Linked DNA regions of Mus musculus: region 1 is linked to region 2. A link is a contact called in public Micro-C data. All regions are on one chromosome and are shown on one strand. The core of a region is the stretch at or near the end of the contact, and the rest is flanking DNA. Distances in the headings are between cores, read along the strand shown. Region 1 overlaps Adarb2 (adenosine deaminase, RNA-specific, B2). Region 2 overlaps Adarb2 (adenosine deaminase, RNA-specific, B2).

Evidence for each region. Hi-C and Micro-C count contacts between places; a contact is called where the count stands out from the background.
Region 1: a contact with region 2 is called in a Micro-C map of the G1E-ER4 cell line, with 2.0 times the contacts expected there. The contact joins two enhancer-like sites. A contact is called at or near these places in 5 of 484 Hi-C or Micro-C datasets (the G1E-ER4 cell line, the HPC-7 cell line, liver and 1 more) and 1 of 9 other capture datasets (pancreatic islet).

Annotation. Positions count from the first base shown.
Region 1 is chr13:8,757,098-8,763,464 of GRCm38.p6, forward strand. Adarb2 (adenosine deaminase, RNA-specific, B2) reads left to right here. Exons shown (of 10, transcript NM_052977.5): 10 at 129-3,345. The coding sequence ends at 305. Among named protein-coding and RNA genes, the nearest start is that of Wdr37, 110 kb to the right of the region's middle. Within about 2 kb of position 4,069, at least 3 of the 459 cell types and tissues checked have an H3K27ac peak or open chromatin away from gene starts, as enhancers often do. A contact at or near this core is called in the G1E-ER4 cell line, where this site is marked.
Region 2 is chr13:8,627,435-8,634,038 of GRCm38.p6, forward strand. All of the region lies in intron 3 of Adarb2 (adenosine deaminase, RNA-specific, B2), which reads left to right. Among named protein-coding and RNA genes, the nearest start is that of Wdr37, 240 kb to the right of the region's middle. Within about 2 kb of position 5,012, at least 11 of the 459 cell types and tissues checked have an H3K27ac peak or open chromatin away from gene starts, as enhancers often do. A contact at or near this core is called in the G1E-ER4 cell line, where this site is marked.

The DNA.
Region 1 (6,367 bases), core at 2,819-5,318, 130 kb after region 2:
TCCTAAGGTCCTGCCATTGTAGTGTTAAGAGAGAAAGAGAAGCAAAAGGTTGAGATCAAGCTAGTAGTTTGCTTGTGAAACGCCTCATGTTAACACGACTGGCTGAACACACTCTCTTCTTCCCACAGCTAAGCACACGGATCCCCAGCCATGGAGACACACCATCCATGTACTGTGAGGCCAAGCAGGGGGCTCACACCTACCAGTCTGTTAAACAGCAGCTCTTCAAGGCCTTTCAGAAAGCCGGTCTTGGCACCTGGGTGAGAAAACCACCGGAGCAAGATCAGTTTCTACTAAGTCTCTAAGTCACTAGGCTCCTTCGCTATTGGACCAGAGGGAGATGCCTGGAGAGGATGAAGCCGTATGATGGTGTGGTGTGTCCATCAGTTCTTGACCTTTGTTCTCCTTCACTGTTCAGGAACATGTGGCTCCATGTGTGGATGAGAGACTAGGTTTGAGTTTGGGTCGGGCTGCTTCTCCCTGGGCTGTTAGTTCCAAGAACCCCATCCACCATAGCTAGAGAGAGAAGCTTTGTTGTGTCAGCCCCATCCCTTACTGGGTATCAAAAGGAAATTCTCTGTTCAGGCAAGGGAGTCCAGAGGCAGGACTGAAAGGTAGTACTAAAGCGTAGCTTCATGCATCTTCCTTTGGACCTCCCCTCCCTTCTCTTCCAAGGGCCTCTCTAGTGGTGTGATCAAGTCTCACCAGCACAAGTTTATATGACATTTCAAGATAAGCCACAGGTGAACAGGAAAGCCAGGGGCTCCCCAACTCCAAAGAACCCAACAGGAATGCTGTATTGTTCTCATTATTCATTCAGACCTTTCCAACTTCTTTCAAGAAGAACTTGAGACAGACACTGTCAAAGAGCAGCCAAAGTGAAAGCTATACTTATGACACAAAGGGATAGTTACCTAAGACAGGAAAGAGTCATAATTGATGAGCTAAGAAAACTGTTATTAAACTGCCCAATGATAGTATGTTGCAAACAAACCCAAGCCTTTCCACTTGATGACAACCTCTCCATTGCTTTTATAGATAATGATAGCCACAGAAGTGACAACTGTAGGGTGATTAACCACTACCCAATAATCTCTCTACTAGGTATGAGTAATGAAACTGAGTTTTAGATCAAATTCTAAATTTTAAGCAATTTTTTATTAGAAAGAAATCACACACACACACACACACACACACACACACACCTCAGTGCAATCTTTCGGTTTGAGGAGCTGCATGCTCTCTGTCATTTTAGGTCCCTTGATCATCATGTCGCATGAATAAAATAATAATAACCACAAAGATAATGATGACTTGCCATAGCTGACAAAATTAAAGGGACAGAATCATGCCACTTTTAGAACGGACATTAGAGTTCATCGGTAGACATATATTTCTTTAATATTTAGCCTACATCATCATCTCTAAGAGGAAAACAAAATACAGGCAAGAGGAGGCATGTTGCCAACCAATGTTTCTTGAATTAATTGTCTTTAAACACTTGGAGCTCATTTCTAACATTCATCAAGCTAGTTAACATGCGTCTAATCTTTTCTATTGAACCCCATGTGACGGGCTGGAGAGATGGCTCAGCAGTTAGGAGCTTTGCTGCTTCTATAGAGGACTCTGGTTGAGTTCCCAGCTTCCACACGGCAGCTTACAGCCATCCATAACTCCAGCCCCAGCAGCTCCACACATCCATGCAGTGCACCTACATAAATGTGGGCAAATTATCATAGACATAAAGTTAAAATAAATAAATCCTTTTTAATCCCATCTGAGATGCATTACGGATTTCTGTTTCATTTTGTTTTGTTTTTAAAGAATAGGAGGAACCATGTTTAGAATATGGGAGTCTTGATTAGAATTCTAGTGCATCATCCCCCAATAAAATTCAACCATTACATCATGATGCTTTTATTCTATCTTATATTGCAGATGTCACAAGAATTTGGTAAACATGAAATACATTCAATTGTAGCTATTCAATAAAAAGAAAAGTGGAGATATTAATTCCTTGGATTTAATATGAGATCACATCACTAAAGTCCTTTGAGAAAAGAATATGAACACCATTGTAGGAATGTGTTCAAGATAAACTTTCAAAGACATGCAAATGTTTCTGCAAATGAGTGATTCATATCATAAATATTGAGGAAAATGTAATCTTAACTCAAGGTAAAGGCTAAGATCAAAATGCCAACTTACAGTGATCTCTGATAACTTGATATATCACTAGGGGGAGGCTTAGAAACACAAGAAACCTTGAGAGCTGAATATGGCTTAGCTGTAATCCTTCAACGGTTAGGCACAGTTACTTCCTAGCTGAACTCTAGGACCTGCCCTCAAATCATTTGTATTCTGAGCTATTGAATGGAGAGCACACAGCACATCAGAGCAGTGAGCTCCAAACAGAGTTATTGGTTATAAAAATAATTGGCATTAACTTCAGGGTCTTAAACAAGATGGAAGGAGGCAGAGTGGGGTACCTTTCAGATATTCTCAGAGAATACCATCACTTTGGCCTATGCAAGAGTCAGAGAAAGCAGTGGCTACCCAGCACCATCATGGACATAAGTTCCAGGGATAGATTTATGACTCATGGTGTCTACAGTACTGTTTCTCCAGAAACAACCCAAACTTTCCTAAGAGACTAGGGGATCAAATTTGTTTATAGAGGTAAAAGAATTCTTTAATGCTACAAGACAATTTTTAAAAACTAAAGATAATTTTCTCCTTCTGAAAGAAGGATTCATTCCACCCCTGAGCACTAGCATAGAGATTTGCTTGTTTATTCTAATCACATGTATATGTGTGTGATTGTGTATGGGTATGTTCATGTGTGTGCAGGTGCCTGCAGGAGGCTGAAGAGGGTGTCAGAGCTGCTGAAGTGAGAGTCTTACGCAGTTGTGAGATACCCTGTGTGGGTGCCAGGAAGCCAAATGGGTTCTCTGGAAGATGCTTTTAACCACTGAGTTAACTCTCCAGCCCTGAGAATCACTTGTTAAATAAACAAAAGATTCCTATATAGGAGAGCTAGGGGATCCACATTTGTTTGTAGAGGTAAAAGAATTCTTTAATGCTACAAGACAATTTTAAGAAACTACAGCTTGTCCAAAGAGACATCATGGGAAATGCTTTTTTTCAATAGTTGACTGTCTTGCAAGATACCTGTCAGGGTGAATGTAAAATAAAGGAGATGGGAGGAAGGAGGCAGAGGGTCCCTGAATCTCTTCAATGAAAAGAGACTTACTAAAATTATCTAAGTGAACCCTGCCACGTGCTTAGAAGCAGAGGTCAGGAAAAGACAATCTTCCAAGAAGCAGGAAAACACAAAGAGGTACTAAGAAGGAAGAATGAAAGGCCAGGGTACATTGATTATCTGAAGCAGAAAGGTAGCAACATCAGGATTCCACATCTATACCATGTTGGGTCATATATGTGCTGCCCCTGACCTGCAGAAACCCAACCCACTCCAGAAGTAGCCAGCCACCAAATCTGGCATAGCATCTGGTGTACAAGGAATAATACATGGGACATAACATCTAATGTGGGTGAATCCCTGAAAGGGTAAGTGGCAAAAGCTTATGGACTTTTCTCACTTCGTATCCACAAAAGCATCCCAATACTGTTTTAGGCTGCCCTGCATTTTAACTACTGATTTAGTCTTGAAAGTGCTCAGAGACACCCCATCTGAAGTTTCTACAGGAGTGAAGCATAAGTAGGTGGCATTTCTCTATTAGTCACCCTGAAAACAAATACAGTCAAATGAGTCCAAAAGAATCTTGTTAGAATCTAAAGAGGACATTCAGGCATCTTAGCCAGCTTGGCTGTTTCTTATCTATCTGATTTATCCCCAAAAAGTCCCCTCCCCAAGAATCTCTTTGATCTTTACAGTCTTTGTTTTCAAATCCTCTGTCTTCTATCTACATCCATTGAGCCTCACTCCTAAAGTCCAAATAGAAGTCAGCATTATCTTTATCTGTCGCCAAAACACATGTTGCTTTCCTATTGGGGAGATAAGCACGTTAGGGTTTCCTGCCTGGCTCTCAGTCAGAACGCCAGCGTCTGATCATTTGTGAAGCCTCCCACAGGATCCAGCCCCACGGTAAAGGCCACGAGGACATGTAAGCACGCTCATTCACCTGCAGCAAAAGATTTCACAACAATGTATAATATCGAGTTATTGAGTTCAGGATTTCTTTGGGTTGGGGGTTTTGCCAAGGAGATTTGCAAGTCTCTAACAGCCGTTTCCTTTTGACTTCTGTGCTTCTCTTGGAACCTGTATATATCTATCGCACAATTATTGATTTTGTAATGTCTTGTTGTCTCTCATAGATGTCACGCTAAGTTGCTTTTCCAAAAGATCCATAGCTCATATTTTTTCCACATAATTTTCATCACACAGGACAGTTCTTATCAATAAATTTAAAGGCTTTTTGTATAGTGTTTACCATATTTGATGAGCCATAAATAGTAAATACATAGCATACCAATGCCCAGAATAGAATAGTTAACAGTATTTTGATGAAATACTATTTTTAGATTATAAATTTCAAGATGAGTCTATAGTATCTTGTTTAAAAAAATTTAAAAAGACAATTGAAATTTAAATATAGTAGACATTTTTTTATTTAGGAAAACTTCTATGATCACTTTTATGAAGCCATTCTAATAAAATGACCTAATTGGCCCAAAAGATAATAGCTATCACTTTCTAATATCAACCAAAGGAAATTTAGAAAAGTGTTGCGGCCGCCAGCAGCTCGCAACGTGAACGGTTCGACTGAGAAGGCCGCTCGAGCTGTAAGAGAGGAATCTAGACGGGGCAAAAGAAGAAATGTAGCCAAGACAGTTACTCTGATCAAGGCTCAAATTTTATTGTTGCGACACCAGTTATGAAGGAAGGGGGAGGGGACCCGATTCCCGCCGAATAATCTCTGGTCCAGTAGAAAGGTGCACGTGTGTGGCTCCTCAGGTTCCAGCAGTGGGCGTGGCAGAACGAATGAGCAGGAAGCTCCACCCCGAGCAAGCAGGTTTCAGGCTAGGGGAGGGGAGACTACATCTCCTCCCTGTTATTAACAAAATAAAAAAAAAAAGAAAAAGCTGGCCTGAGGGGGGAAAATTATCTATGCTCAATAGTTCTGCCTGGAATCTAGGGCTAAAGAAAAAACTTGCTTCACTGGGAATCTTTAACTTTTCTTATGGTAAACTGTATCTGGCTTAAGACTGTCCTTTCTAGTAAACAACTGAAAGGCCTGGAGCTGCAGACTCTGACTTTATAATGCTAATTAGTACTTGGTAGGTAACTTTCTAGTTGAATTTTAAGTAGGGCGTTTGGAACTCTGGCTAAGTTTGACTGAACGATGTGAAAATAACACTAAGTTGAATTCCTTAGCATTTTTGGAAGATAGGTGGGAAACAGGGAGAAGGAGTGACCGGCTCTTGTAGTACAAGGCCAATTGGCCTTTTTATTTGGGTGGGAGGCAGTGAAGGGCTTGCCCTTTCAATAGTACGTCTCCAATCTCTCTCCCCCCTATTAATTAAGTTAAATAAGGCAACGCTTAACTGAGGTGATCAAATGATTTTCTCATCCGTAGATGAGTGGGCTTTTAACCTTGGCTTGGGTGGACATGGACCCGATTCCTCCCGTGGGTAAAACCCACACATGTGGCTCTTGGTACCTTTTGGGGAGGCGAGGTAGAGCCGGAGAATATTTTTTATTTTTAACCAAAATTTGGTACCAACCTCTTTCAAACCGGGTTTATCTCACAGGAAACTCAGAAATGGTCAAGCCGGACCTTCCCTTGCAGTAAGTATCTCTGCACCAAGCGGTGCCCATACTGAATTTGTACAATCACAAACCAGTATGCACAGTTCTGAGTGCTGTGCAGCTCCTAAAGGAGAATTATCAACCTCAGAATTAGCAAAGCCTAAGCAAGAATTATGTCGTTAATAACACCACGATTTGTGGGTAAAATAGGAGCTGGAAGTCGTTCCTCCTCATCCCTGTTTTTTCCACAGCCTATTGAGCTAAGGACACCTTGCAGTAACAGCAAGGGTGAAAAGCCAGAGGTCAGCTAAGGGGCTAAGCCTGTCTATCAAAATAAAAACCAATCTTTATTAATATAGAAAAATCTACTCTTCTAGCCCTCTAGGTAAACCTAAATTTTTAACTCAGACTGAAAGCCACATGCTGGAAATGTCCTGAGACTGGGGGTAACAGCTGCCACCTGTGTGCTCTAGGGGGGCGGGGATGCACATCTACTGGTCCGCCTCGGGAATGTTGATTTACCTGCTTGAAAGACAAAATCTTGAAAGACAGTGAGAAAGTAGGAAAGCAGAACTTCTTTCCGGGAAGTCTAGG
Region 2 (6,604 bases), core at 3,762-6,261:
TATTGAAAGGACCCAGATGTAGCTGTCTCTTGTGAGACTATACCGGGGCCTAGCAAACACAGAAGTGGATGCTCACAGTCAGCTATTGGATGGATCACAGGGCTCCCAATGGAGGAGCTAGAGAAAGTACCCAAGGAGCTAAAGGGGTCTGCAACCCTATAGGTGGAACAACATTATAAACTAACCAGTACCCCGGAGCTCTTGACTCTAGCTGCATATGTATCAAAAGATGGCCTAGTCGGCCATCACTGGAAAGAGAGGCCCATTGGACTTGCAAACTTTATATGCCCCAGTACAGGGGAACACCAGGGCCAAAAAGGGGGAGTGGGTGGGCAGGGGAGTGGGGGTGGGTGGATATGGGGGACTTTTGGTATAGCATTGGAAATGTAAATAAGCTAAATACCTAATAAAAAATGGAAAAAAAAATTATGGTTTTAGAAACAAAAGGTCTCATATTTAAGTGTTGTGTGCTTATAGAGAGACCAACACCTACATCAGTTCAGTAGCCAAACCTACATCAGTTCAGTAGCCAAACACCTGCTGACAGTGAGGCCGGGTGACGATTTTAAAAGCCTCAAATGCACATTAGGCTCGGGGTGTTAATGAGTGAGTGCCAGCATTTCTTTCTGGACTGAGTTGTCTTGCCTTCTTTAGGATTTTGTAGCATGTTTAGGGTCATGCCTTGGCCTTCACTCCTGTGGTTTTTTATACATCAACACTACTTGCATGTTCTCCAGGTGCTGTCTATCAGCTAGGGGGCAGTTACAGTCTTCAGTGTGTCCAGCTCTGTGATAAACAGCAAAAGTCCCAAACAGAAAGATGTTATTGCTAGGTGTGGAGACATGAGTTCGGAATCCCAGCACTTTAGATGATAAAGCTGAGGAACTGTGAGCTGTACAGTGAGTTTGAGAGTAACCTGGGCTACACAGATGGACGTTACACTTAAGGAAAGAAGAATGAAAGCCATTACTCTGACTTTCCGGGGACACTGAAGTTTAAATAGTAAAAACAAATGAGCAATCGGCATGGTAATGCACACCTTTTATCCTAACACTCAAGATATAGAGACAGGTGGATCTCTGTGAATTTGAGTCCAGTTTGGTCTATATAGCAAGTACCAGGTCAGTCAGAAGTGCATCGCAAGATCCTATCTCAGATAAATAAGCAAACAAGCCAGCAAATGCACATAATAAAGACATTCAAATGTTTTCTCCAAGAAATATGTTATTCTGGCAACAGCTGGCTATTTACCTCCTTGCCAGAGATTCTCCACTCTAGCTATGCATGGAAATCTGAGATTAAAGAGAGAGTTCCCTACCCTCATTCCCAGGCACCTGGTTCTGACTGCTCTAGGCTGGGGCCTTGACTCTGGACATGGATATGAAGCTGAGAACCATGACTGATACTTTGGGTATATACAGCTGTCAAAACTGCATAGAGATGATTAGGGAGAGATTTTAGAAGAGACACAAATCTTGTTCAGTGAAAGATGTGCTTGGGCTGGAGTTTCGTGAAAAAATATGATGATGAGTTCAACAAATGATGAGTCCTAGAAACTGGGAGAAAGAGAAGAGAGATGCACAACACACCAGTAATCACCCTGGGATAGAGAGGAGGAAGCTGGGCAAATCATCTCTCCCTGGTCATTCATGAATACTCAAGTGTCAGCTGTCTTAGCCAGTCTTGGTTTCTCCCACTGTAGAATAGATCATCACAGACATCTCTCTCTGGCTAAGCTGAAGGAGCCCCTAGTCACATTTACAAAGATTTTATCCATCCACAATGTCCAACAGAGACTAGAAATGACCTGCTGCCCCCTCTGATGACAGAAAAGATTCAGTAACACATGCCGAGACCCACTGCCATCTCAATTTTGTCTGGGACTTCTATTTTTACCCACGCTATGCTGGCCATAGATTTGAGCAATCCAGCATCTCACAACATATGAAATGGAATCTGGCAGAACAGAAACAAGAAACAAAATCACTCTGACTGAAAGAGACAGCAAAGACACCTAGCATATCCCATCGGCCAGAGTTCATCTTCAATGCCAAAAAAGTTAAAAATCTCCACCGACTTCAACGATCTATTTGTCTTCACCCACTGCAGCTGACTTTTGCCGCTTCCAACCTGACAGATCTTCGCTTAGGGGGAGGCTTTCTCCCCAGCTCTGAGTTTTCCTTTGTTGACACTCTTTCCCTGGATAACACGCACATCCACCATTCTGTATCCCCACAAGCTCCCTAAATCGAAGATGCTATCTTTTCTTTTGCATGTATGCTATGAGAAAGACATTGCCCCGCTGACACCGTGAGAGGAACCAGTGAATGAAGTCTGTTCTCCAGACTGCAAAGCCATCTGGACTTCTGCTGAAAAGGTTGGACATGGTTTTAGGCAAGATTTTTATCCCATCTGACAGGGGAAAGACGTCTTGAATGCATTACCATCTTCCAAGGTTGGTGTTAGATTTTTTTTTCCCTTGTCAATTGCAAAATAAAGCAAAAGAGGGAGAAAAAAAAAGAAGACAGACAAAAGGACATCTCCAGAGAAGTGTTGTCAAAGGTAACCGAGTATAAACAACAGAAAAAATAAATTAGTTTTGGTTTTATCAGAAACTGGACAGCCGTCTTCTGGTATAATCTGATATCTGGCATTTCTGAGCCTTTCCAGGGACAGCCCTTAAAATGCAAAAAAGAAAAAGAAGAAGAAAAATGGAGACGCAAACAAAAAAAGGCTGAGATTTGCTTCCTAAAGCCTATTAACAGTTTTGATAACACACACAAGAAAGGAAAGGGTAGGTAAAGCAGGCCATGTGGACAGGAAAATGCTCCATTGCTATGAGGTATCTCCCCCTTTCCCTCCGCCATACAACCTCTTTCCTCCCCTGCCCCCTCCTTATTCTCCTCTCTTTCTAATTGATTCCACTTTTCAGGTATGTGTCTTAGTATTGTGACGGTCTTAGCAGTCTTAGCTCCCTTCAGTAGGCTGAAGCTTGGTTGTTAGCATTCCCTAAATTAGAGCCTTGTTTGTTGCTCAGGCTGCACCTAGTTGCTTGCACCTCAACCTCTCCAATCCTCACTATGGTGCAAGTGAGTCACAGAAAATTCTGGAAAGTGAGGATACTCAGATTAACATCTATCTCCTGAGAAACACAATGTCATCAGCTACCACTATTGACTGCTCTTTGAACTGTGAGATAAACACAGGATCCAAGGGGATTTCACTGTGGTAGAGACATACCAGATGTTTTTTATTCCTGCTACAAACTGATATGAATAAAAAGGCTGTTCACATTGCATCTGCAATCAAGAAGCAAAGAGGTAAGCTAGAAAGATGGCTCAAGGTGAGAAGCACCAGAGGCCAATTCCCAACAGCAACATCAGACAGCTCATGACTCCCTGTACCTCAGCTCCAGCGGGATCTGAGGGTTCTGGCTTGCACATGTACATGTACTCACAAATAGACACACACACAATTAAAAATAAAATATTTTTTAAATAGGCAGAGAGAAATGAATTCTGGTGCTCAGCTCACTTTTTGCTTTTGATTGGGTTTCCAGACACCAGCCCGTGGAATGGAGCTCCCACATATAGACTTAGTTTTCCCATCTTAATTTACCCAGCCTAGAAAAATCCCTCACAGACCTGTCTACCATGTCTTCTTAGGTGAGTCTAAATCCTATCTGATTGACAATATTAACCTTCGCTGTGGCTCTTCGTGTTACAGTGTTACATGTTCTAATGAGAAGGCCCTCACTGTGTCTCAGCATGTTACAGTGTTACATGTTCTAATGAGAAGGCCCTCACTGTATCTCAGCGTGTTACAATGTTACATGTTCTAATGAGAAGGTGTTTACCTAACCACACCTATCTGAACAAAGAGGGTAGATAGGATCACAGTAAAGTTACAATTACTATTACTGATCCTGCAAAAGCAGTTCCTCTCATTTTGTCCTGAACATTGACTTCAGAATTTTTTTATATCTCCTAATCTGTTCTATGACTGTAGGAGTGAAAAACGAAGCACCCTTCTCCTAAAAGTGTATTTAGTTTACTTGGGATTGTCTTCTGTATAAATTATAAAACAGGAGACAGACCATTAGTATTCACATGAAAGCTAGATATGTCTGCATTGACATATGCTTTGGGTTTTGGAAGTACCATTGTACTGTCTGAAATACAGTGCTGTATGTGAGCCTTTTCCTGAAGAAATGAAGATAGACATCTTTTTATCCCCCATAGGGACCAGAAACAACTATAGACCAAACAAACAATACCATCAAAGTCCACTTTGTCAAACCAAGTTTATTGGTGTTACTTACAAGAGCATGCATGACTCAAAAGCAGTTGCATCACAGATTATCCCACTCTAGACTGATAAGTGCTCATGAAAAGTGCACCCCTGGTGCTTTCTGGGTGACTTACAGGCAACTGCTAGATTGGAGAATTGCAGCTAGGTATAAGGGCCGCTCAGTCTCCATTAGCCTTGGAAAGGGACCTTGTGAACCCTGTTAATTCCAAGAATTTCTTGAGACTTGTGAGTTGTATTCAATTCTTGCATTTCTTGAGTCTCCCCCTCTCCTTTCTGAGGTGGTTGTTTCAATTTTGAGGAAATTTCTACACATACACACACAAAAATGCCCACGGGGCTTAATGATGAATTTCTAAGAACAGAGAGCAAAGAGCTGCACTGCAGGCTGGAAGAAAAAACATGCTGGGACAGTGACAAGACAGAGTTCGTGACCTTACTCTTGTGCTGCAGGGAAAGGTGCAAGGCCTAAGGGAGGCTGAGTAGGTGAAGTCGCTGGGTCTCAAATGTCAAGTAGCCACAGTGTGGCCTGCTAGGAAGAGATAAGAAGGGTCATGGAAAGGATGCCCTAGTGGTGGCGGGTGGTGAAAGGAAGAAATGGGCTAGAAACAGAAGAAAAACTAGCTGACACAACCTAGACATCTTGTGATTCGCTTCCCATTGCAGACTTGTGTTTCTGTAAGAAGATGGGTCCCAAGAACTTACTCAGTTTCCATAGTAACCCATCCTGGTTTTCAGCCCCTTTGTGAGGCTATTCAGTGGCAGCTTGAGGGTCTCACAGCTGGGTCAGTGACTCCTCCTTTGCTGACAGTTGAGCCTGTATGAAATTCATTCACTTGTGGTTGGAATATTTGGACCAATTTCCCCTAAGCTACAATCTAGTCTTAGGCACTCCTTGGTCTTCCAGTTAGGACACAGTTTACTTTAGTCCAGAGATGAGCAGAAAAGAAGGCAAACCTGGAAAACTTCATGAATGCAGAGACAGTTCCCACCCCTGAAGTGCTCTCTTGGTTGATGCTCTGTTCACACTTGTAAAGAAAAAGCTGCTTGCCAAGATAAGATGTGAGGGGTCCTTATGCTCTCCTACTCCTCCAGAGTATGGAAGGCTGTAGTGTTCACAGGAAAACAGCATCTTTTACCAGCCTATATCCATATCCTGGTGCCCTGGTAGTAGGAAAAGACAGAAAGGGGCCCAGAGAGCAGCATAGAGCAAATATTCATCACCCTCCCTCCTCATTCAGCCAGGCATACACATGATGCAAGACCCTGAGAGTTCAACAGTAAAGGATCAGTATTGACTCAGGACACCCCAAGACAAAGTTTTCACTCAGCACAAAGGAGATTTATTTGCCCCAGAGATACAGAGGGCAGAGAGTAGAAGACAAAGACAAGAGATAGAGAAGGAGAGAGAAGGAGGCTGGAGCAAGAGGGGGAGAGGGTTATTTGACCAGAAGTGGGACAAGTGAGTGCCTCTGGATAGAGAGGAAACAGATTTGTCTGACAGGAAAATGGCAGTTTATAAAGGTAAAGGGGAAAACCCTATGTTAGGGTGAGGTGTTTAATTTTATTTGGGCATGTTAATTAGGTGAGACAAAGGGGGTTTTGACTGCTGGACTTTCAATACTTCGATAGCTGGACCTTGGTAGTGAGCCTCAAGAGGATGTAGTGGTTGAATAAGGAAACAGACCTTGGTGGCTAGCTTTAGGAATGTTATCTAACCATTTTTCAGCAAGGCAGAGGGAATGTGGGAGAACGGCAAAGGCAAGCCAGAGCTGTGTTCACCACACTCAAGCTGGCCAGAGTACCTTCATCAACTTCATGAGGCATCCCCTGAGCATGAGTTGTCCCTCTGCAGACACCGGGGCCCTGTGTTTGCAGCTCTTCCTGTATATACCTTTTGGCAGTTTCCCAGGATGGCACAAAGCCAGCCTGTGGCTGAGAAGTCCTGAAGGCTCAGCACCCTCAACAGAAACAAGGGTCCTTTACTCTTCTTTCTGAGTCCACAGGACAATCCTAATGCATATGGCAGAGTCAGCAAAACAAAAGGCCATGCCTTGTAGGAAACAAAGGGACTCTTTCACTGCAGAGAGAATGTTCTTAATGAGTAATTTAAGAGCAGTTCTATTCTGGGGTACAAGTGTCTTTGGTGCAAGTTGGTTATTCCTGAAGACTCTGTCACACATAGCAATTTACACTAAGTGAGTCCTATGTGAGACAAAGCCATGCCTGGCAGATGACAACAATGAGACTTGTGAAAGCTCTGATGCATTGATTACCATAAAAACAAGTGTCAAAG